3 separate regions of the Zea mays genome follow, and regions 1 and 3 are each linked to region 2. A link is a contact called in public Hi-C data. All regions are on one chromosome and are shown on one strand. The core of a region is the stretch at or near the end of the contact, and the rest is flanking DNA. Distances in the headings are between cores, read along the strand shown.

The links. A called contact is a pair of places that touch in the nucleus more often than the background predicts.
Region 1: a contact with region 2 is called in a Hi-C map of tassel, with 2.7 times the contacts expected there. The contact joins the enhancer-like site here to the promoter of LOC100275579 in region 2. A contact is called at or near these places in 3 of 25 Hi-C or Micro-C datasets (ear, leaf and tassel).
Region 3: a contact with region 2 is called in a Hi-C map of tassel, with 4 times the contacts expected there. The contact joins the promoter of LOC100280460 here to the promoter of LOC100275579 in region 2. A contact is called at or near these places in 2 of 25 Hi-C or Micro-C datasets (ear and tassel).

What each region holds. Positions count from the first base shown.
Region 1 is chr1:254,050,233-254,052,932 of Zm-B73-REFERENCE-NAM-5.0, forward strand. No RefSeq gene overlaps it. Among protein-coding and RNA genes, the nearest start is that of LOC100382177, 62 kb to the left of the region's middle. Within about 2 kb of position 1,404, at least 16 of the 20 cell types and tissues checked have an H3K27ac peak or open chromatin away from gene starts, as enhancers often do. A contact at or near this core is called in ear and tassel, where this site is marked.
Region 2 is chr1:253,708,137-253,710,836 of Zm-B73-REFERENCE-NAM-5.0, forward strand. It overlaps LOC100275579, which reads right to left and starts at 1,439. Exons shown (of 8, transcript NM_001349681.1): 1 at 1,037-1,439. The coding sequence starts at 1,303.
Region 3 is chr1:254,193,220-254,195,919 of Zm-B73-REFERENCE-NAM-5.0, forward strand. It overlaps LOC100280460 (acyl carrier protein), which reads left to right and starts at 1,295. Exons shown (of 2, transcript NM_001153380.2): 1 at 1,295-1,697. The coding sequence starts at 1,485. It overlaps LOC103643660 (factor of DNA methylation 1), which reads left to right. Exons shown (of 7, transcript XM_020546804.3): 7 at 575-1,065. The coding sequence ends at 802. It overlaps LOC109943521 (a long non-coding RNA gene), which reads right to left and starts at 797. Exons shown (of 2, transcript XR_002266453.3): 1 at 516-797; 2 at 17-438.

The DNA of each region.
Region 1 (2,700 bases), core at 154-2,653, 340 kb after region 2:
ATGAATGTGCGATGAATATAAATTAGTTGTATGCATGGAAACAATATAATCTTATTAAATGCTACATTTCCTCCATAAATATAGGATCGCTCTAACAGACATGCAGATAGGCTCGTTACAACCAGTTTATGATATATACTGATACTAATTATGCTACACGGTCTTGATATTTATGCGATACGGGATGCTGTATAAAAAACTTTCATGTGGTACACTAGTAGACGCATCTCCAGATTCGAGCGTAAAACCTTAAGTTTTGTGCGTAAAACCCCTCAGTTATGTACACCGGGTTATCCAAAAATTATGGGAGTCGAATGTATGCAGTTTCTATTTTTATGCAAATCCAAAAATTATAGCAGATCATGAGAGTTTCCATTGCATACACGCAAATTTTAGATGATATTTTTGTTTCCATTGCATGCATACAAAAAAATAGGATGACATGGTTCATGCAGAGCATAAATTTTTATACAAAGTCAGCATAAATACATACACAGTGTAGCATAATTGAAAAAACCTAATATCGGTTCAACTAACAGCTCCCGCAGGAATTAGGAACAATTTTATGACAAACGTAAAATTGTATTCATCATCGTAAAAACCATCAATGGGTTGCATAAATAGTGTAAGTAGCAGACATAAAATATAATCATCGATGATATAAACATGGATCTGCTTTGTGAATACTTGAGAATATGAAACAATCAGCACTAAAAAAGATAAAATTTACATACCTAATTTTTTATTTATTTACCAAATCCTAAATTGTTCACTAGACTGCACTGTGATTTTCGGGACAGATGAACCTTTTGGCTAGCAGGTAACCCGTGGTTCCGTCTTTTGTACCTATTTCTGGACTGCGACTGCGACCAAAGTTTCCTCGGCACATTCGAGGTATTATTATGGACCTTTTCACGAGGAAAAGGTGGCGCCACCACCTTCACGCCGTGCCGCAGTCTGCAACTGACGACAGCCCTACGGCGCTTTTCTCGGCTCCACCCACCCTCGTTTCCTTTTTCAACCAATAAAAACTAAAAGCTTTGTGCTCTGTTACTCCTCTTCCCATAAATAAGATCTTGGACTGGAAACGAACTCCATATGATTAGAGTAGAGTGTGTGTCTACTAGTAAAAGTTCACGGATCAACGACCAAGAGGAGATGGATACCCCCATGCCCGGACCGGCCGGAGCACTTGCAGGCAATGCCGTGCAGGGGACAGGGTTTCTGCCCGTCTGAATCGACATGTGCATCAGCAGCAGCAGCAGCCGGCCCGCCGCCGCCTGCACCACCGAACTGACGATCTCGTGGCTGCCGCCGTCATCCTCCCATGCCCCCGGGCCCCGGCTGGTGCAGGCGCGCAGTCAGAGAGACCAGACACCAGAGCAGATGTCAGCACGCTCGCAGCCTCCCCAGTCCCCTCCCGGACGCCGACGCCCACTGCCAAATGCCCAAATGCCAAGCCGGCGCCCAGCGGTGCGGCGCGACAATTATTGGGACCTCGCGTCGGCGCCAACCACTGACCCGCAGAATCGAAAGGTAATAAAGGGCAAAGCTACAGACCTACAGTGGTGCTATTCTCGCTAGGTTGCCATGCATTCGGATGGTCAGGTCTCCCGGACTCTACAACGGCTAGGGCTTTTCGTTTTGGTTTCAATCACGTGGATTGGGTGGATTTTAATCCTAAATAGACGGGAAACTGAACGGGAAATGTGCTATTGTGTCATTTTTAGTTTGTTTTGGTGATTAAATGCTCAACACATTGTCTTTGACTAACATCTTGATGTATGAGTATAAGCACAGATATTTGAAAGGAAAATTGAGAAACATGGGAAAGTGCATATGTGTGTATATTGCAAATCCTATTGTATGGAAGGAACCAATGTATGATTCTAGCACTTACTAAATTATTTGAGTGGCTAACAGTGTTCATATAAGTGCTAGGAAACTCTCTGAGTTAAGACAAATTGAAGTGGAGAAGTCTGGCTAAGTTGGGCCGGTTTGGGCCTCACCGGATAGTCCGGTGTGCACCGAACAGTCCGGTGCCCAGGCTAATTGGTTGGTCCTCGGCTGGTTTTTGGCTAGCCAAACAGGCCACTCTCGGGAAGACATCGATGCTCGCTGGCTATAATTCACCGGACAGACTTGCAAAAATGAAGTAGAAAAAGTTAAATTTGCTAGGGATGCCTTTATCATTGGTAGACATCCCTCCATTAAGGATGGACTTGGTTTCTAAAAGAGAACCAAGAACACGAAAAGCCAAAAGGTCCTCAACTTCACAAAGGATAAGGAGAAGGCACCTATGGCTAGTAACTTGCATTCTATTTATGAAAAGAAAAATCATGCTTATTTGTATTCTCATGTCAAGAATGTTTCTCATAATGCTTATCATGATACTTGCAATAATAGTTTTACTCCTCGCACTATGTTCGCTTTATATAGTGATTCTAATAAGAGTAGAACTAGGCGCTTGTAACACCCTGAATTTGGGGTATAAAATTTCTTCTTAATATCCACCAAATTTAGGTGTTACTCCTCTTTCCTCTCCTTCCCTAATTACCTTTTCCTTTTTCTTTAGAAGGGGTTATTATTTTGGAAGTGTGCTTGTATTTCTTGTGAGCAAAACCTCAGAAGAATAATGAAGTGTTGCTTCATGTTGACCCTCATATCTTACTCTTGTTTGATGCATATGTTTGGGGAGCA
Region 2 (2,700 bases), core at 189-2,688:
CTCATTCTCTCCGTTGAGTTGTGAGCCTCCCTGAGACAAAGTTGCCGAAGAACTCCTCCGCTGCTTTCCCAATCCACCAGCAAGCTCAATCATGTCCAAGCAAGTGGCGATTAGTCCTCAATTATTAGCAATCAGTAACAGTTTGAGCAAATCAAAAGAAACTTGAAGCTAGAGGTAATCACTAAGAATGCAGATCTTGTCAACTCAATTGATTAGACTGAGTGCACATGTGCCTGCTTATGATTTAGTTATGTGTTACTTTATATTTAATAACTACACCATTAGAGGAGTTAAATAAGCAAGATTAGGCACATGTCTTACTCCATTGGCAGACACTGAAGAAAGAGCCTGTTTTCCGTCTCATCATCCCCATTGCTACATCCAAATCAAATCCATTTAACTATTAGCATTGTAGCATGGACTACTCCATTCGAGAGAACCCGTCACGGACTCTGCTCTACATGGCTGACCAGGCTCAATCCAAATAAATGTATGTTCTGCTTCAATTAGCTTATAATTAGCAACCCCTCTTCTGTTTAACTTTCAGTTAGAGCAAGGCTTTCATGACAAATAAACCACTTCTTCCTTCACTGCATGGCTTTCTCTGACCATGACTAGATTGTGTCAAGGATGATCAACATTGACCAATTTATTAGAGTGAGAGGGTGTTAGTTTGTTCAACAATAGCCTATAGCATAACTTTTTCCCAATACGCACCAAACCTGGAACTTGTGCTGAACGTGGAATGTGTTTATCGACTACTGAAAAACAACAAGTTCATTTACCATAACTTTGAACTCTGAGCATAACACTGCACGCCGCCCCATTTGCATTCCTAATGGTTACTATGTACACTACCAATATAGGGAATCATCTAAGAAAGTTAATCTCACAATGGAACTGACGGGGCATGGAGGTGAATTAGGCTTGCGGAATGAAGATTGATTCGGCTGTAAGACTGAAATACTATTTGCTCCGGACACAAACTAACAGCAGGGATAGCACCAACGATAACAGACGGCCAGACATGACATACCCTCTCCTTGCGCGCCTCCTTCTTGAGCTCGAGCTCCTGGAGCGCCTGCGCGCGTCGGGCCTCGAGCGCCTTGAGCTCCTGCTCCTTGAAGGGCCACTCGTTGGGGATCCCGGGGTCCTTCTCGACCTTCTTCCGCTGGCCGGCCTTGCCCTCCTTCTTGGCCTCCTTGCGCTTCTTGCGGTGGTGCTCCTTCACCTTGCGCAGCACCTTGTGCTTCTGCCGCAGCGTGACGCGCTTGCTCTTGCTCTTCTTGCTTCTCTTCACCATCTCGCCGACGCCTGTCGAGGCGGAGGAAGTAGCTTGCGGTCCTGAGGTGGAGAGTCGGTCGGTACTCCAGAGGGAGGATGGCTTGGCGGCGTCGAGGACACAGAGGGAGTTAGGGTTTTAGAAGGGCGTCGATACTGGATAGGCCTGAAAAGGGCTCCGCTGCTAAATGAGCCCATGTAGCGAAGCGGGCCGACCCCAAACAGAACGCCGCCAGTCAACCAGTCGAAGAGCCGCGATACGGCGGCTCCGCAAGTAGGGGCAACGACTGTTATGCAACCAGTCCTTCTGTGCAAGTGTGCAAATAAAACATTTGATTCATTATATTACGATCCAACCGCAGATATTATCATAGTTTGTTAAATTTTTTTATAAAGATTATTGAGCTGGTAGTGCAAGGGTTTAAGTGTTAAATGTGACCTACGGTTGGATCACGATCTAATGAATCAAATGGTTTGCTTGCACGCTTACACAGAAGGACTGCTTGCATAGCAGTCATTGTCTGGCAGTTAGACCCGTGGGTTTCGTACCCGATGGATATGGATATGGGTAGAAAAAATCACCTGTCGGTCCTGTCGGGTCGGATACCCGAAATACATCGGATAGGATACAGATATAATATTTTACCCGCGGTTATCCGGTGAATACCCGAAATATCAATATATCTTCTTAAATGTGTTATATTTACTAAAATTTAAAGCCCATGAAAAGACGGAGCCAAAAAATCATAACTCACACCCCGCCACACTATCCCTAATTCCATTCATCTCTCATGTCCTCTCGAGTACCAGCTCTGGCCGCCATCGGGCACAAGTAGACAAGCTCAAGTGAGCAACCTCGTCATACCACCGCACCCCGCCCATGATTCGACATTGTGCGAGTGCGCAACCACGTTGGCCAACCCAGCCGAGGATCTATATGCGCCGCCCCACGCCCCAGCCCGCCCAAGCTTCCTCCGACTCCGGCGTCTCGCGCTCAATCTCCGGTTACCCGTGACCCTGACTGCGCCCTCTGATGATCCTTCCAGCTTCCCTTTGTGTCCCTTTTTCTCCAAGTATCCTCCGGTTAGTCAAATATTGTCTAGTTATTTAGATGAAAACTAAATTATTTTAACATTTATTATAACAATAATTAAATGTTATTTAGTCTAAAAACATATCCATCGGATACCCTATACTCGATGGATACCTGGTGGGTACGGATACGGGTACAGTTCCTCGTCCAATTGGCTTGGTGGGTATGGATATTTGTAGAAGACTCGGGTACAACATCGGGTCGGGTATTACTATACCCGAACATAATTCGATCCACTGCCATCCCTATCCGCAAGCGTGGAAGTGGATGTGGACGGCGACGAGGGGAGGGGCGCCACGGCCACAGCCCACAGTCGCAGGCCACAG
Region 3 (2,700 bases), core at 45-2,544, 480 kb after region 2:
GAATGCTCTTTTGAACTGAATGAATTGTAAATACCATTGATCTTTTTGAATAGGATGTAAAAGAACATTTTCAGTTTTGTAATTCAGGAAGAAAGCCGGTTTGTAAGCAAACATACAAAAAGTTTGAAATAATTTTACTGGAGCCAACTGTTACTGCACTTCCTTGAGAATATTATTCATCTGTTCTGGATTTAATTTTAACCGAATTATATCCCAAATAAGTCAACTTTCAAGTTTATCTTGTGTGCATTGATCGGGTCACTTTGATTGCTCAGACAGTAGCCAAGTAATTGTTTTTAGCATATTCTTTGTGCTTCTGCCATCCAACTTTGTCAACATTAGTACTTCCCACAATTAGCACTGCAGTATTCTTCTTTTCCAAGAATGTGGTGTGAAACCATTTCGGTTTGACACTTGCACTGGAATTCAATACAAGCTCTGCAGGAAACAGAAAAAGAACTTGTCACAGGAAAATCCCGTCTGAAGCTGACTCTTGCTTGAAATGCTTAGCTAACCTGTGGTGAAGCATGCTTGGCCTGCTTGCTGTGTCTAAAACACTCACTCGATGGTGCAGGAAATAATTCGGGAGGATGATGAGAAGCTGCAAGCTTTGAAGGCTGAACTGGGTGTGCAGGCGCACGATGTGGTCGTCAAGGCCCTTCTTGAGATGAACGAGTACAATCCAAGCGGCAGGTACCCCATACCGGAGCTGTGGAACTTCAAGGAGGACCGGAGAGCACCGATGGGCGAGGCAGTAGCCTACATAGTGAAGCAGTGGAAGGCGAACAAGAGGAAGCATTAGGCGGGCCTGATGCCTGATGGCCCTTGTGCCATTGGTTCCTGGGTCGATGTCCCTGACAGTGAGAGCTGAGACCCTGATCCCCTGACTTTTTCTGCTGATGGAAGACCTAGTACCAGTAGCACTACTAAAAAAATTGTCCGATCTCTTGGACGGTTAGATTGGCTATGGCACCTAGTGCAATGATCTATATGTATAAAAAATATCTGTAGTGTTTAATGATTTTACCAGAACTAGATAAAGATTATAGAATATTTATTATTATACCTGTTGTGTTGGAAAGTGAACGTGGAGAGAGAGCGTTACGGCTTCCGGAGAGATCAGCGTAGTTTCTGTGCGCGTCTCGAATTCCGACAATATCTCACCCGAGGCCCAAAGCCTTGTTGAGCTCCTGAAGCGAGGAGTCCAAAAGTAGGCCCAAAATAACATTTTCTCCAACAAGGCCCAAACAGGCAAATCCAGTCTGGTCTGCTGCTGGCGTCACCGACCGCAGGCAAATATTCCCTACCGCAACGCCAGCCGCACGGGAGAGAACCCGGGAGCCGCCGCCCTGCCCTGCCTTCCGCTGCCGCGCCCGCAGTTTCCAAATTCGTCTTGCTCCGCTCAATCACGCGAATACCTGACCTCCTCCGTTCCTTCGTCGTCGCTCCCGGTCGCAGTCGGCCTAGCGAAGGAGCAGCGCAACATGCAAACAGTACGGAGTGCGGTGCTGCAGCACCTCCGGCTCCGCGCGGCGGCTCCTATTGCTGCACGTGGAGGCGGCGGCGGGTTCGCTCGGAGGATGAGCGCGCCGGCGGGCCAGGAGGGCAGTAGCGGCAGCAGCTCCGAACTGGAGAGGGACATCAGGACGCGCGTCGTTAACCTGGTCAAGAAGTTCGACAAGATCGACGCCGACAAGGTGGGTTCTTGCGTCTTGCCTCTGCTCAATGTTCTATCCTCCCCGTTTCCTCTTCCATACTTCTTTGCTTGTTCGTGAGCCTGTGCTCTTGGTTCGAATGGAAATGGTTGGCTTTTTTACCCACCCAAATTCAAACTCTCACGACCTTGGATGAATCCTGTCGATAATGGCCGGCACTTAAATTAGGTGGTTGCTATATGTGAGCAGTGAATCTTGTTGGAAAATGTGCATGTTAGGCACACTAACTAACATTTCTACATTCAACTAAGATAGCATATACCAACATAGGATTACTATTAGCCGGGGCGGAGCCAGGATTATAATATAAGGGTGCCGACCAATTCATCAATATTATATGATGAAAATATATTATATCATGTTACAAGTTTAAGTACTCGATATGGAATGCGAATTCTAGTTCTTTATAAATTACCTTAGTCCATGAGTTTATTTTCTAGCTAATTAATATACTGAACTAAAGTTATGACATAGTAACAATATTAAAATAATAAAGACGATATAATGATGAATGTCCGATTGATGAGATTCAACTGTTATATATTGGCTATAGTATTCATGAGACGTCTAACAATTTTTTTGAGAGAATCCAAAATTTCAACTAGCCTCGAGGATCCATGAAAAATCATCAACTTGCATAGGTACATGTCAAATTAGTCGTGTAAACAACAACTATCAGATAACAACTTTAGTTGAAATTTGTAGATTTTATTATCCACTAGATCTAATGTAGTATGTATATAAGTTACCCATATTTGGATCTAGTTTTTGTAGTCTCTGCGGACGTCCCAACTGCGGCATGTGGTTCTGGTGAATGGTGATCGACGCAGTTAGCGCTCATTCTGTTGCTTCGCGTGATCAACTTCTCTAGACTTTGGTTGTGAGGCTATGTCATAGGCAAGTCAAGTGGTCAGCGGCAATCGGCAGCTGCCCAGCGAGACGATAAGATGAATCATAAAGGAGTGAGGTTTAGATATCAGCGTCT